Linked DNA regions of Sus scrofa: all the other regions are linked to region 2. Evidence: chromatin contacts called from public Hi-C and HiChIP or PLAC-seq data. All regions are on one chromosome and are shown on one strand. The core of a region is the stretch at or near the end of the contact, and the rest is flanking DNA. Distances in the headings are between cores, read along the strand shown.

What was found. Hi-C and Micro-C count contacts between places; a contact is called where the count stands out from the background. HiChIP or PLAC-seq counts read pairs in DNA pulled down with a chosen protein or histone mark.
Region 1: a contact with region 2 is called in a Hi-C map of fetal skeletal muscle, with 3 times the contacts expected there. The contact joins the enhancer-like site here to the promoter of SSBP2 in region 2. A contact is called at or near these places in 9 of 47 Hi-C or Micro-C datasets (adipocytes, brain, embryonic fibroblasts and 6 more) and 1 of 2 datasets of contacts at active chromatin or transcription factors (skeletal muscle).
Region 3: an H3K27ac HiChIP or PLAC-seq map of alveolar macrophages shows a contact between it and region 2. The contact joins the promoter of ATP6AP1L here to the promoter of SSBP2 in region 2. A contact is called at or near these places in 1 of 5 promoter capture datasets (fetal liver), 1 of 47 Hi-C or Micro-C datasets (liver) and 1 of 2 datasets of contacts at active chromatin or transcription factors (alveolar macrophages).
Region 4: a contact with region 2 is called in a Hi-C map of embryonic fibroblasts, with 4 times the contacts expected there. The contact joins the promoter of ZCCHC9 here to the promoter of SSBP2 in region 2. A contact is called at or near these places in 3 of 47 Hi-C or Micro-C datasets (embryonic fibroblasts, fetal skeletal muscle and heart right ventricle) and 1 of 2 datasets of contacts at active chromatin or transcription factors (skeletal muscle).

What each region holds. Positions count from the first base shown.
Region 1 is chr2:90,581,040-90,583,823 of Sscrofa11.1, forward strand. The region is part of intron 4 of ATG10 (autophagy related 10); the gene reads left to right. Among named protein-coding and RNA genes, the nearest start is that of RPS23, 98 kb to the right of the region's middle. Within about 2 kb of position 1,297, at least 37 of the 83 cell types and tissues checked have an H3K27ac peak or open chromatin away from gene starts, as enhancers often do. A contact at or near this core is called in brain and fetal skeletal muscle, where this site is marked.
Region 2 is chr2:90,261,934-90,264,633 of Sscrofa11.1, forward strand. SSBP2 (single-stranded DNA-binding protein 2) reads right to left here and starts at 1,357. Exons shown (of 16, transcript XM_021084508.1): 1 at 1,033-1,357. The coding sequence starts at 1,094.
Region 3 is chr2:90,679,689-90,682,388 of Sscrofa11.1, forward strand. It overlaps ATP6AP1L (V-type proton ATPase subunit S1-like protein), which reads left to right and starts at 1,294. Exons shown (of 11, transcript XR_002341797.1): 1 at 1,294-1,366. RPS23 (ribosomal protein S23) reads right to left here and starts at 993. Exons shown (of 4, transcript NM_213764.1): 1 at 983-993; 2 at 381-540. The coding sequence starts at 986.
Region 4 is chr2:89,838,744-89,841,581 of Sscrofa11.1, forward strand. ZCCHC9 (zinc finger CCHC-type containing 9) reads left to right here and starts at 1,269. Exons shown (of 7, transcript NM_001244220.1): 1 at 1,269-1,358; 2 at 2,700-2,838. The coding sequence starts at 2,726.

The DNA of each region.
Region 1 (2,784 bases), core at 47-2,546, 320 kb after region 2:
CCCTGGCCCTTTTTCTTTTCTTTACTTTAAACAAGTAGGAACAACTTAAAGCTACAAGGTTTATTTACTCTAACTTTACGGTAAAGATTTCTTTCCATCTCAAGTGATCCCATTAACTCAAAAGTACCCATGTCTCCTTCCCCAAGCACTAATTATTATTTCAGGAACTGTTTATCAATCCGTTTAAGCTGTATTTTAAAATAGCGCTAACATTTCCTTCAGCCATCTATACATCTCTGATGCCTCAGCTTCCTGCCATGCTGTTACTCAACTCATTCCCTTTGCCAAGGTGGAACACCCTGTCTCCTCTGAGGCCTTGGCTAATAAAGCTTATTTAATCAGCAGCCGCGTGGAGTCCTCACCCTGCAGTGCTGCTGGGACTCCCCACTTCACATTGTCCTCTGACTAAACTGGGTCAGCATTTTGAGGCCCCTCCACCCTGGACTCAGGGACAAGAAGAGCCACTTCCCCAGCCCACCCTCCCCTGTTTCTCGTTTTCTATCTGGACTTAGCAGCCTTTTGCATTTTGAACAGCCTTCTAACCTTTTCTGGATAGCTAAGACATCTGAATTTAGCCAGTGATATTTTATTTTTAATTAAAAAGTAGCTTAAGCTGCTTTGAATGTGTATTTGGTAGATTTAATCACTTGCTGCCTTATATTGTTTAATGGTCTCTAATTTTGCAGTGTTGGCGGTTTAACAAGCACTTAGGATTTAAAACACAAGAACAAATTCTCATAGACTCCCTGGTGAGAAGATTTTAATCTGAGGTGCAGTTCCTAAGAACTGACAATTTGGGGTAAATTTTCAGCATGGGACATGGGGAATTGAGGACACTGATAGTTCACTAATTCACAAACTCTTGCTGCAGATTTGTCCATATGATTATTATAGGTGTTTAAAACACTCACCTTATCGTAATGCTGCTTGGTTTGGATCCCAGAGGTTAAAGGAAGTTTCTTGTCAGTGAGCTGTGTTATACTAAAAAGTAGAAGGAGATACATTTATTTGCTGGGGTGGGGGGAGGAAAATGTCCTTCTGGTTTGGTTTGCAGTAGCTCTTTCTGGTACCTTCCAGTTTTAAAGCCATGTCTTTTGAGGCTGCAGGTAGAGAAAATAGGACACTACTTTTTCAATACTGTACTTTCATATAATTAGTATTCACCATAAGCAGTTAATCACCAGAGAAGAGCTCCCAGAGACAAAACAAGTTGTTTAGCTTGTCAGCATTAGGGAATCAGAGGTGTTGAAACATGACTGCTTCTAGCTGGAAGTGGGTCTTGCCGAGGCCGGTGGATGAGCTCATACGTGTGCTTTGCTCTTGTGTGCCAACAGCTCCCCTTACAGTACAGCACAGTAATTGTTCCTGCAAGTCCAATTATATTTTAATGAAATTTGTATACTTCCTAAGATCTTTTCTTCATTATGGTTTTCTTTAAAAAAAAAAACTAGCTATTTTGGATTCTATTTATATATTTTTAAGATGCTCTTCATTTATGCTTTTATAAAGGAAACCAAAACAAGTCATTTGTTTTATGTAGGAGGATTTCTTCTTCTCCACCCTTCATATTCTGTGTTATATAGAATGAACAGTAGGAATTTTTGAATTCCGGAAGTCATGTAGTGGTTTTCCAGGTACATTAAAATATCAAATTTAATTTTTGCAAAGCATACTGAATGCTGTCTTGTGGAGAAACACGAAGATGGTTCTTTTCTTTATCATACCCTCATAATTCCTTTTCTCTTTTCTATCTAGCTTAACCTAATGGGTGTTCTAAAAATGTATTGCCCTTTACTCTGGAGTCAGAATTTTTCATTTATTCCCCTCAGTCTATTCCTTCTTCACGTGTTTCATGGTTACTCTGGCCTTTGATCTTTTTGTTAAGCAAATCTCTATCAGTGGGGTGAATGGATTCCTAACATCTTCCTTTTATTCCAGGTCCAGATTTTTCTTTGTCTCATTCTAAGAGACTTCTGACCTAGAAAAAGGATGGCTATAAAATTTCTTGCTCAGGGGTCTTTTTGTTGTTGTTGTTGCTTCAAAAATAGTTCACTTAGCCTTGTTTTTGACAGATATTTAGAACTTCTTTTGCGTTTGACTGTTACTAAAAATTAGTTTCTCTGCTTTGCTCTGAATTTTCATTCCAGAACCTCTTTTCTTTTTTAGGTAAAGCAGTAGTAAGTAGTTCCCATTTAAATTGACAATACCTTTCTTTCATCAACTGGCTTAGATTTCAGAAGAAATTGTTATTTTGTTTCTTGAAATGCAAATCCATTGGGCTGTGGTTACCTCTTACTCCTTTACATGTCCAGTGTCCACCAGGCCAACTATTGCCTAAGACTCAGCTAACACACCAGTTGTTCTTGTCACTCCCATGTCATATCACATCACATCACATTAAATCGTATGTACATACTGCACTATAGCAAGAAGTTATTTGTTTACTTACCTCCGATAAAATGGTAAGCCAGAAGGTAAGGGTTTAAGGTAAAAAAAGAAAGAGGAAGGAAATTAATAGTGAGTACTAAAAAACCTACAAACTGACAAGCTTTATTCACAGCTGTGTGTGTATAATACATATATGACATATGTATTATTTGTCCTACTCATTTTAATACCCACAGTATCAACTGCGGCACAGTATCAACAAGTACTCATTAAATGAACCAGGAGGAGGAATTTCTAACCACTCTGAATACAGCCTAAAGATGGAAACCTTGTGATGGTACCTTAATTGAACTTTTTTGCTGTGTTATAAGGAAAGGAGTGATGCTGTTGTCTCCA
Region 2 (2,700 bases), core at 107-2,606:
ACCACTGCCCCCTCCCCACCGCAGACAGCCCTCCTCCTGCTGGACGCCGCGGTTCCCACCGCTACCCCTCCGCGCGCCCTGCGACCCCCGCCCGGGCCGCCACGGCCCCCAGACCTTTGGGAGGCTGCAAGTCTCCAAAAAAAGTTCTCCAGCCGCAGCCGCCGCGGAGCTGGGTCGCCTGCGAGCGGCAAAAACGCCACCCAGCCCCAGCAGATCCCGCTTCTCGCCAGCACACTTTTCCTCCCCGGGAACTCGGTTCTTCTCAGACTCCCAAACTTCAGCTGCACCACCGGCGCCCCATGCCCCAGCTCGGTGAGGCGCCGGTGGCTGCGACTGCCGCGTTGCTCCGCGGGCCGGGGAAAATCCCGACGCCCACCCGGCCCACGCCCGCACACGCCCTCCTCGCCCCGCGCGCGTCTCCGCGCCCCGCGGGGCCCCGCTCGGCCGCTCCGCGCCCGGCTTCCGCCCGCCGCGCGCCCGGTACCTCCGCCCTGTCTTCGGCCGGCGCACCCGGGCCCGAGCCCCGGCGCCCGAGCCCCCGCCGCGGCGCCCCTCGCGGTGCCCGCCCCGACCCCCGCCGGCCCCTCCAAACACACATTCCATTCGCGCGCCCTTCTCCACGCACCTGCCCCCTCCCGCCGGCCCCGCGACCCCCAGTGGCTCTCCGTCCCCGCAGCCCCAGACCCTAGTTTTAAAGTTACTTTATGAGGAGGTGAACCCACGGGTTATTTCCCTCAATCACCCAAACAAGTTTCCATCCTCGCCACCAGCAGCGCCGCCGCCCCCCAATACACTCGCTCCCTCCCGACAGCAGCCCCCTACGGCCGCCCGCCCCACGAGAGCACCTCCTGGGAAACAGCCTCTCCCCTCATCGCATGCCCCCACCTCGCGTACCCCTCCCCCTGCCAGCCCACCCCCGGTTCTCCCCGGGCGGAGAGTGTCTGTGTGTCTGCGTGCCTCAGAGAGAGTGTACGAGTGCGTGTGTGTGCGCGCGTGTGAAGGCGGAGGTGGGTGAGAAGCGGAGACACTTACTTCTCCCGGGCCTGGCTGTCGGACGGGACGGCGCTGCTGTTACTCTTGCCTTTGCCGTACATGCTTGTGCCGAGAGCAGCTCCCACTGTCACGCACCTGTCAACCCATCACAGCCTCCCCGGGAACAGCCCCGTCCCCATGGCGACCCACGCAGCCACCCCCACTATTGGCCGCCCCACGCCAAGGCTCCGCCCCCTTCGCCCAGGCAACGCGCGAGACTGACAGGCCTCCCCCTCCCTTCGGCCTGCCGAAGCGCGCGGTGGCTGCCACAGCCTAAGCGGCAGTCTCCTCCCTCCTTCCCTCCCTCCCGGGTTCCCTCCCTCCTTCCCTCTCCGCTCTCCTCCCTCCACCCGCTCTTCTCCCCCCTCCCCCCTCCGAACCCCGGCGCAAGGGGGGAATTAGAAACTGCTCTAGAAGGATTTTAAACAACTGGCTGTTCTCTCCGTCGCCGCCCCTCCCCCCGCGCCGCCCGCGCTCGGCTCCTCACTGGAGAGAAGGCGCCGGGAGGAGGGGAAAGTGCGGCCTGGAGTCTCCGGCACTAGCCGGCGGAGCTGGAGCCGTGGCGGCCCCAGACTTCTGGGCGCCCGCTGAGCACACAGGCAGACCTACGACCCAACCGCCCCGGGGACCCCCAACCAGCCCCTTTCTCTCACTCCTCTCCTGTCTGTGACCCCCGCGCCGGAACCCAGGGGTGATCGCTGCCGCTCTCGGCCCCACTCCCCGGGTGTCGCCCCCGCCCTGCTCCCAGAGGGCTGGCTGGCGAGGGAGACACGCGCTCGACCTTCTGGCTGAGCCAGGGAGGGACTGCGCCTCCGGCCCTTGGCGCCGCTGGGGTGGCGTCGCCTGGCCCCTTGAGCCGCGCCCTGCATCCCAGGGGAGCACTCTGCCTCGGGCCTGCCTCCTCTCTTTAGAGATGAGCTTGCCTCCCAAAGATGGCCCTGTGATTCATGGGGCCTCGGTGGCCCCCATCCTGTCCCCCTAAGACCTGAGCCCCGCGGCGCACCATTCACCAGCTTCCCTGCCAGATGTGCTGCAGAGAAGGGCCCCAGGTGTGCCTGCTTTTCCAGCCTTGGTCACTGATGTCAACTTACCCTGACCTTTGGAATGGAAAGGGTCTTAGAAGCCTTTAAGGACCTCCCTGTCCTTGTCTATGAGAATAGGCCCCAGCCGTTCTTCAAGGTGTGCAAAGCTTTGCTAGAGCTAAAAGGCTGCCCGAATATTTCTGGATCCAAGCTCATAATCCCATTTTAGTAAATGCACAAAAGTTTATAAAACACACATAACCTGTTTCCCAACAGAACTCCATCCTTTATCTTGTGGAGATCCTTGGATGTAAAATCAGAGAGAGTGCAAATGGGGTTAAAAAGAAGAGATGGGCATCAAATGGGGAGTGACAGGGGAAGGGGGGGTGCAGGTGAGGGTCAGATGGGGGAAAACATCAGGAAAAGACGAATAGACATGGAACAGCTATGGGAGGAGAGAGGAAATAGGATTCAAATGAGGAAAGGCACCCTTCTATTCCTCACATTCACCTTAAAGCTTTTATAGTAGGATCATAAAAATGTATATGGAGATACAGAGATAGATGGAATGGAAAGAAATGGGCTTGTGTGGGTATTGACAGCAAGTGATAGGAATAAAACATCAACAGAAGGTTAAGGAAGGGCA
Region 3 (2,700 bases), core at 44-2,543, 420 kb after region 2:
CCCACAAAATTACAATTGCCATTTTATAAAATCAAAAAACAATTGAGTACTGGTAAATAGATGCAGCATACTCTACATTTGTTTTCTCAAGAGCAAAGACGTGATTGACTGCAAAGATGAAATAGTTGATGGGTGCGACTTTCTTAGAACAGTTTCCACACATATACGCTCTTTTAATGTCCATTATTTCATTACTGTTACTTTTTCCACTCCAATGCCACAATTCCTTCGAAACAATGTTAAAGTTTGGAAACCTCTGGAGGTTATTTAACTTTCCAACAACTGCGGCTACATAAAGACCAAGGGTTTACAGCCAACCTTAAGGGCATTTTTCTCGAGTTACCCTACTCAAATCCTGAAGGACGCAACAATGTACTTACACTTTTTCAAGCACAATTCCCTTGGCATGAGAAGCGCCTCCGAAAGGGTTGGCCTTCAGGGCTGTGCCCAAATGGGCTTTCTTGTACTGTTTATCGTGCCACTTCTGGTCCCGTCGGTGGCTACGGAGCTTCCTGGCAGTACGAAGACCGCGACACTTGCCTAAAAATCGAAATCACCTTAGTTCTGCACAATATACACCTAATCACATTTTACATCTTTTCAGATCCTAGTCTCACCTTGACTACAGACCGATAGACTCTGACATCACGCTCATGGCCCGAGCCTCAAGGTCCCCCTTGGACCAGGGACACAAGCGCTCCAACGGCTCTGCTTTCCCCAAAGAATGAGAACCCTCGGCAATTCTCAGGGGAAGCGGCGGCGGGCCCCCTGCGTCCCTCAGCGATTCTGGCTCCGCGGCCTCCGCGCCGCATGGGCCCGTTCCCGCCGGGCCATGTGCCAGCGGCAGTCGCGCTACCCCGGCTCTCATCATCGGTCGTCCCCGTGGCTCTCCCTCACCCCTCTGCTCCTATCTGCCCACTTGTCCTCCCGAAACCCTAAGTTCCACGTGCGGCCGCCCTCAGCACAGCCCCCGACAGCTCACCCATCCTGCCGGCGCCACGGGCCTGAGCAAAAGAGAGAAGTAAGACAGGAAGGAACCACAAACCCCCGCGATCAAGCCCCGCCCATCCGAGGACCCTGCGGCTGTCTGCGCAGAGCCTGGTCCGGTAGCCGCCTCTCGGTAGAAATCTACAAGCCTGCACCACTTTCCAGAATCTGCGTCTTATTTAATTTGTGTGCAATTCAGATGTATCCAATTTTCACCGTGGTTTATTTCTTTTTAACGAGAATGCGGCGGGCAGAAGGGACGAGGACTACCAATCCCAGAAGCCTTTGCCCAAGCCCTTCCCACAGCGCAGGCGCTCTGGGCAAACCCCCCCGCTGCAGGTTCAGTGGAGCTGAAGTCGGAAGAAGAAATCTTGCTCCTGTGTGTACGTGTGGTGGAGTGGGGCATTGTGTTTATGTTGTGTAAAATTAGACTTCGGAGCCTTAACTGCTACTGACAAGAAACACAGTACATTGAAAAAAACTTTAGTAAAGCAACATGCCGTACTGTATATAGACCCACGCTTTAATGCGAGATCGCGCCTTAAATTCCAAAGCTGCTACTTTGACTGTGCGACCTTGGGTGATTCATTTAATTCTTTAAACCCCAGTTTCTCCTGGAAAATTAAATAGATAAGTTTTCTGGGATGTTAGTTCATTTCATAATTACTTTTTAAAAATGTCTTCCCTGTTCTGGGCTCTGTTCTAGGCACTAGGGCTGCAACAGGGGATACAATTTTCGAGAGTGAAGGTTTCTGTTTTTATAAAAATCTATATTTTAGGTACGAGAAAGTAGAAAATAAAAGTATTTAAACGTCAAAAGATAATTTTAAGTATGACAAGCTCCTGAGAAAACACAGTTGGTTTGGTGTTAGTGACTTGGAGTGGGGGGTGGCTACTCTGGATAGGGTGGCGTTAGGAAGTATTTTGCTGTAGAGCGCTGAGATCTGTATTTAGTCACTTAATGATGGAACATGATGGCGGATAATGTGAGAAAAAGAATGTATATATGTGTGACTGGGTCACTTTGCTGTAGAGTAGAAAATTGACCGAACATTGTAATCCAGCTATAATGGAAAAAATACAAATATTTTTTTTTAAAAAGAAGGTGTCTCTGGAGAGTTTATATTTGAGCTGAGATCCTAAAGAGAGGGAGCCATTCAGACAAGCATATGGGTAAAGCCTTCCAAGAAGAGGTGTTCTCATAAGTAGCATGGGCTGAACTGAAGGATAGGGGTGGAGGAGCTGCATGAGGAGTAGTGTGGCATTAGATGAGGTCTGAGGGGTGCCTAGAGACATGGAGCCTGTAGACCATGGTAAACCATGTAGACCATGACTTTGTTTACTCATCCTGTGATTTTGAAAAGTTTGAAAACTTTGGAAAGTTTTCAGCTGGGGAGTAACAAGATAGGATTTATATTTTTCTAGGCTCACTCTGGCTTTTGTGAGGAGGAAAAAACGAAGAGATGAATCTTTGAGTCCAGTTGGGAGGGTGTTTTGATAGTTCACTTGAGAGGTGATGATGGCTTGGACTCAGTCCAAGGTGGTAAGAAATGTTGAATTGGATGTAGTTTGATGGTAGAGCCAACAGGATTTACTCAGAAACGTAGGATGTGAAAGAGAAGTTAATTATGATCTTCATCCTGCTCAGATTGGATAACTTGTGTTATTTATTGAGCGGGAAATACTGGGAAAGGAGCAGAATTTAGAAGGGGC
Region 4 (2,838 bases), core at 19-2,518, 420 kb before region 2:
AAGATGCACGTGGCATTTGAGAAACTGAGGAGCAAAGAGTCCCATGCAGGGAGCTCAGGAAAAAGGGGGAGCTTGTGCAGGGTGAGGCTAGAGAAGTAGGCAGACACTTAACGTCTTGTTTATGAGTTTGAAGTTCTTCCTAAGAACGATGGGAAACTGGTGTTCCTCTTGTGGCTCAGTGGTAAGGAACCTGACTAGCATACATGAGGAGGTAGGTTTGGTCCCTGGCCTCCCTCAGTGGGTTAAGGATCTGGTATTGTGCTGTGGGGTAGGTTGCAGATGCAGCTTGGATCTGGCTTGGCTGTGATCCCCTAGCCTGGGAACTTCCATACTCTGCGGGTGCGGCCCTAAGAAGACAAAAACAAAACAAAAACAATGGGAAACTATGGAAAGGTTTAAATCAGGGGAGCAACAATCTGGTTTACATTTCAAAAGCTTGCCTTGCTAAGGCTTGGAAAATGAATTCGAGGGAGTGGAGCAAGAACAGATGCCCAGATCAGCCGCCAGTAATTCAGATAGGACATGATGAAAGTTGGAACAAGAGTAGTAGTATTAGTGATGAAGTAGACAGATACTTAAGAGGTAAAAATGGATCGACCATGGCAATGGGGATGGGAGCAGTTGCCCTGGTGAACTCAGTGGATGCCAATTTTTACAACAAGCAGGAATACTGGTGGTGGCTGTTGCGGGGAGGGGGCGTTGTTGAGCTAAAGAGTTGTTTGGGAGACTTGGGTTTCACTCTTAAAAAGAGAACATCTTTGGCTTCACGGGGTGTTATTTCAGGTTCATCCTTAACTAGCACTGCGCAGGCCTAAGCGGCTCCATCCTCCATCCAAGAGGGCGCCAAATGTCCTTTTCGGATTTCTATAACAATGATCCACTGCCACTGCGCTAATAGGTTTACTTTACCTCTGTTTGAAAAGATCTAACTCTCTCCCAACGCCAATTCCAAAGAAATGTTTGTTTTATTTTTCAAGTCCAGTACAAAGATCCCTTGTCAAGGAAAGCTCTTTCGGGCCTCCCTCACCCCACGAACCCTCCCACCCATCTCGCTCACTATGGTGTGCGTTCCACACAGCACAGATTGTGCACTCTTCATCTTTGCGCCTCCGCCTTCCAACACAGTGCTCTTCAAACACCCGGCGCTCTACATTTACCAATTAGCCACATTTACCGGCGCTGAGAAGTCAGCGCCGTTCAGGTGCACCTCCACCGGGGCCAGCCGATGGCCCGCCGGAAGTGACGCACCCTCAGGGCCCACGTACTTCCTCTACAGGGTGCCGCCTCCGCTGCCGCCGCGGCAGGGGTACGGGTTTCTCTGGCCGGCCAACTCAGCTGCCCTGGAGGATTCGTGCATGGTAAGAGGTTGCGCGCCGGGGAATGAGGTGGTACGGGCCCCTAGTTTGTTTCTGAGGACCCGGCGGAAGGGCGGAGGGACTGGCGGCTAGGTCCCTAAGGGCCCCCAGGCGCCAGTTGGGGCCGGGGCACCCGGCTCCCCGACCGGCCTAGGGTGTCGGCGCCGGGACCGGCTTCAGCTGTAGGGAGCTGGCCGCTTGGCCGGCGTGTCCAACCCCTGTGGGGCCATTCGGGCGAACGGTGTCAAGCGACCGGGTCCTCGGAGCTTCCCCTTCCCAGATGCTCAGGGAAAGGAGAAACCATCTCCTCTTGAACAGTTCCTGTCCCTACTGTGACAGACACAGGATCTGCAGCGACGAGTGTGCGTGCGTGGTGTGAAGTGGCGTGCCGCGCACGGCCCACGCCTGCTTATTGGCTCCGCCCCACAGCTCTTGTGGCAGCAGCTGATGTTTTAACACTGGTTGGTGCACAGGATACTGCCCTAGAAGGGAGGCGGCTTCATAATGGAAAATGATTGGAAACAACCAGGCTGGACGTAGCTTACACTCTGGAGGAAGATCTAGTATTATCACGTGACTGCAAACACTTTTATGTATTTTACTTCTCAGTCTGCCGCAGAGTTGTAATGACAAACATCACGTCAAAGGAGAGGATTTGTGCAGGCTTACCACTTTACTATGCAAATTGCTTGCAATGAAATGGCAGACCCAGCGAGAAGATTGAAAGAAAGTAGACTTTCGACTTAGAGATAGGAAAAATAAACAGCTGGGAAAACTGCAGAATTGGGGGAAAGTAACTTCATTTACTGTATGATTTAATTTTGAAAATAATGTAGTTTCTTATGAATTGTTTTCCAATAGGAAGCAAGTATTTATATCCCTGTTTTTGTTGTTTGTTGTTTTACTGGTCTGATAGCTGTGGCAAGGGCTAGATTTATATTACAGGCATATTTCCCCAGTGTGTTACATAATTAAACATGTAGATATCTAAATGAAATAAGTGACTTAATAATTAAAACTTTGGGAGGTCCTGTCGTGGCTCAGCGGAAATGAATCCCACTAGGAACCAGGAGGTTGCCGGTTTGATCCCTGGCCTCATCAGTGGGTTAACGTATGAGCTGTGGTGAAGGTCGCAGATGCGGTAGGATCTGGCCTGGCTGTGGCGTAGGCTGGCTGGACCCCTAGCCTGGGAACCTCCATATGTGGTGGGTGCGACCCTAGAAAGCAAAAAATAAAAAAATAAATAAAAATTAAAACTTTAACATATGGGTATGTGTGGTATAGTTATAGACATAGTTCTTTTTTTCTTGGAGCTGATAACTAACGGTCATGCTTGTGGTAAAGATTGATAAGGTACCTCTGATGAAGCCATGACAAGGTGGGCACGAGTTACGACCACACAGAACAGAAGACCCTTCCCTGCAACATCATGGGAGGACATGAAGAAGGGATCCCTTGAGGGGAAAAGCCAAAGCCCACCAAG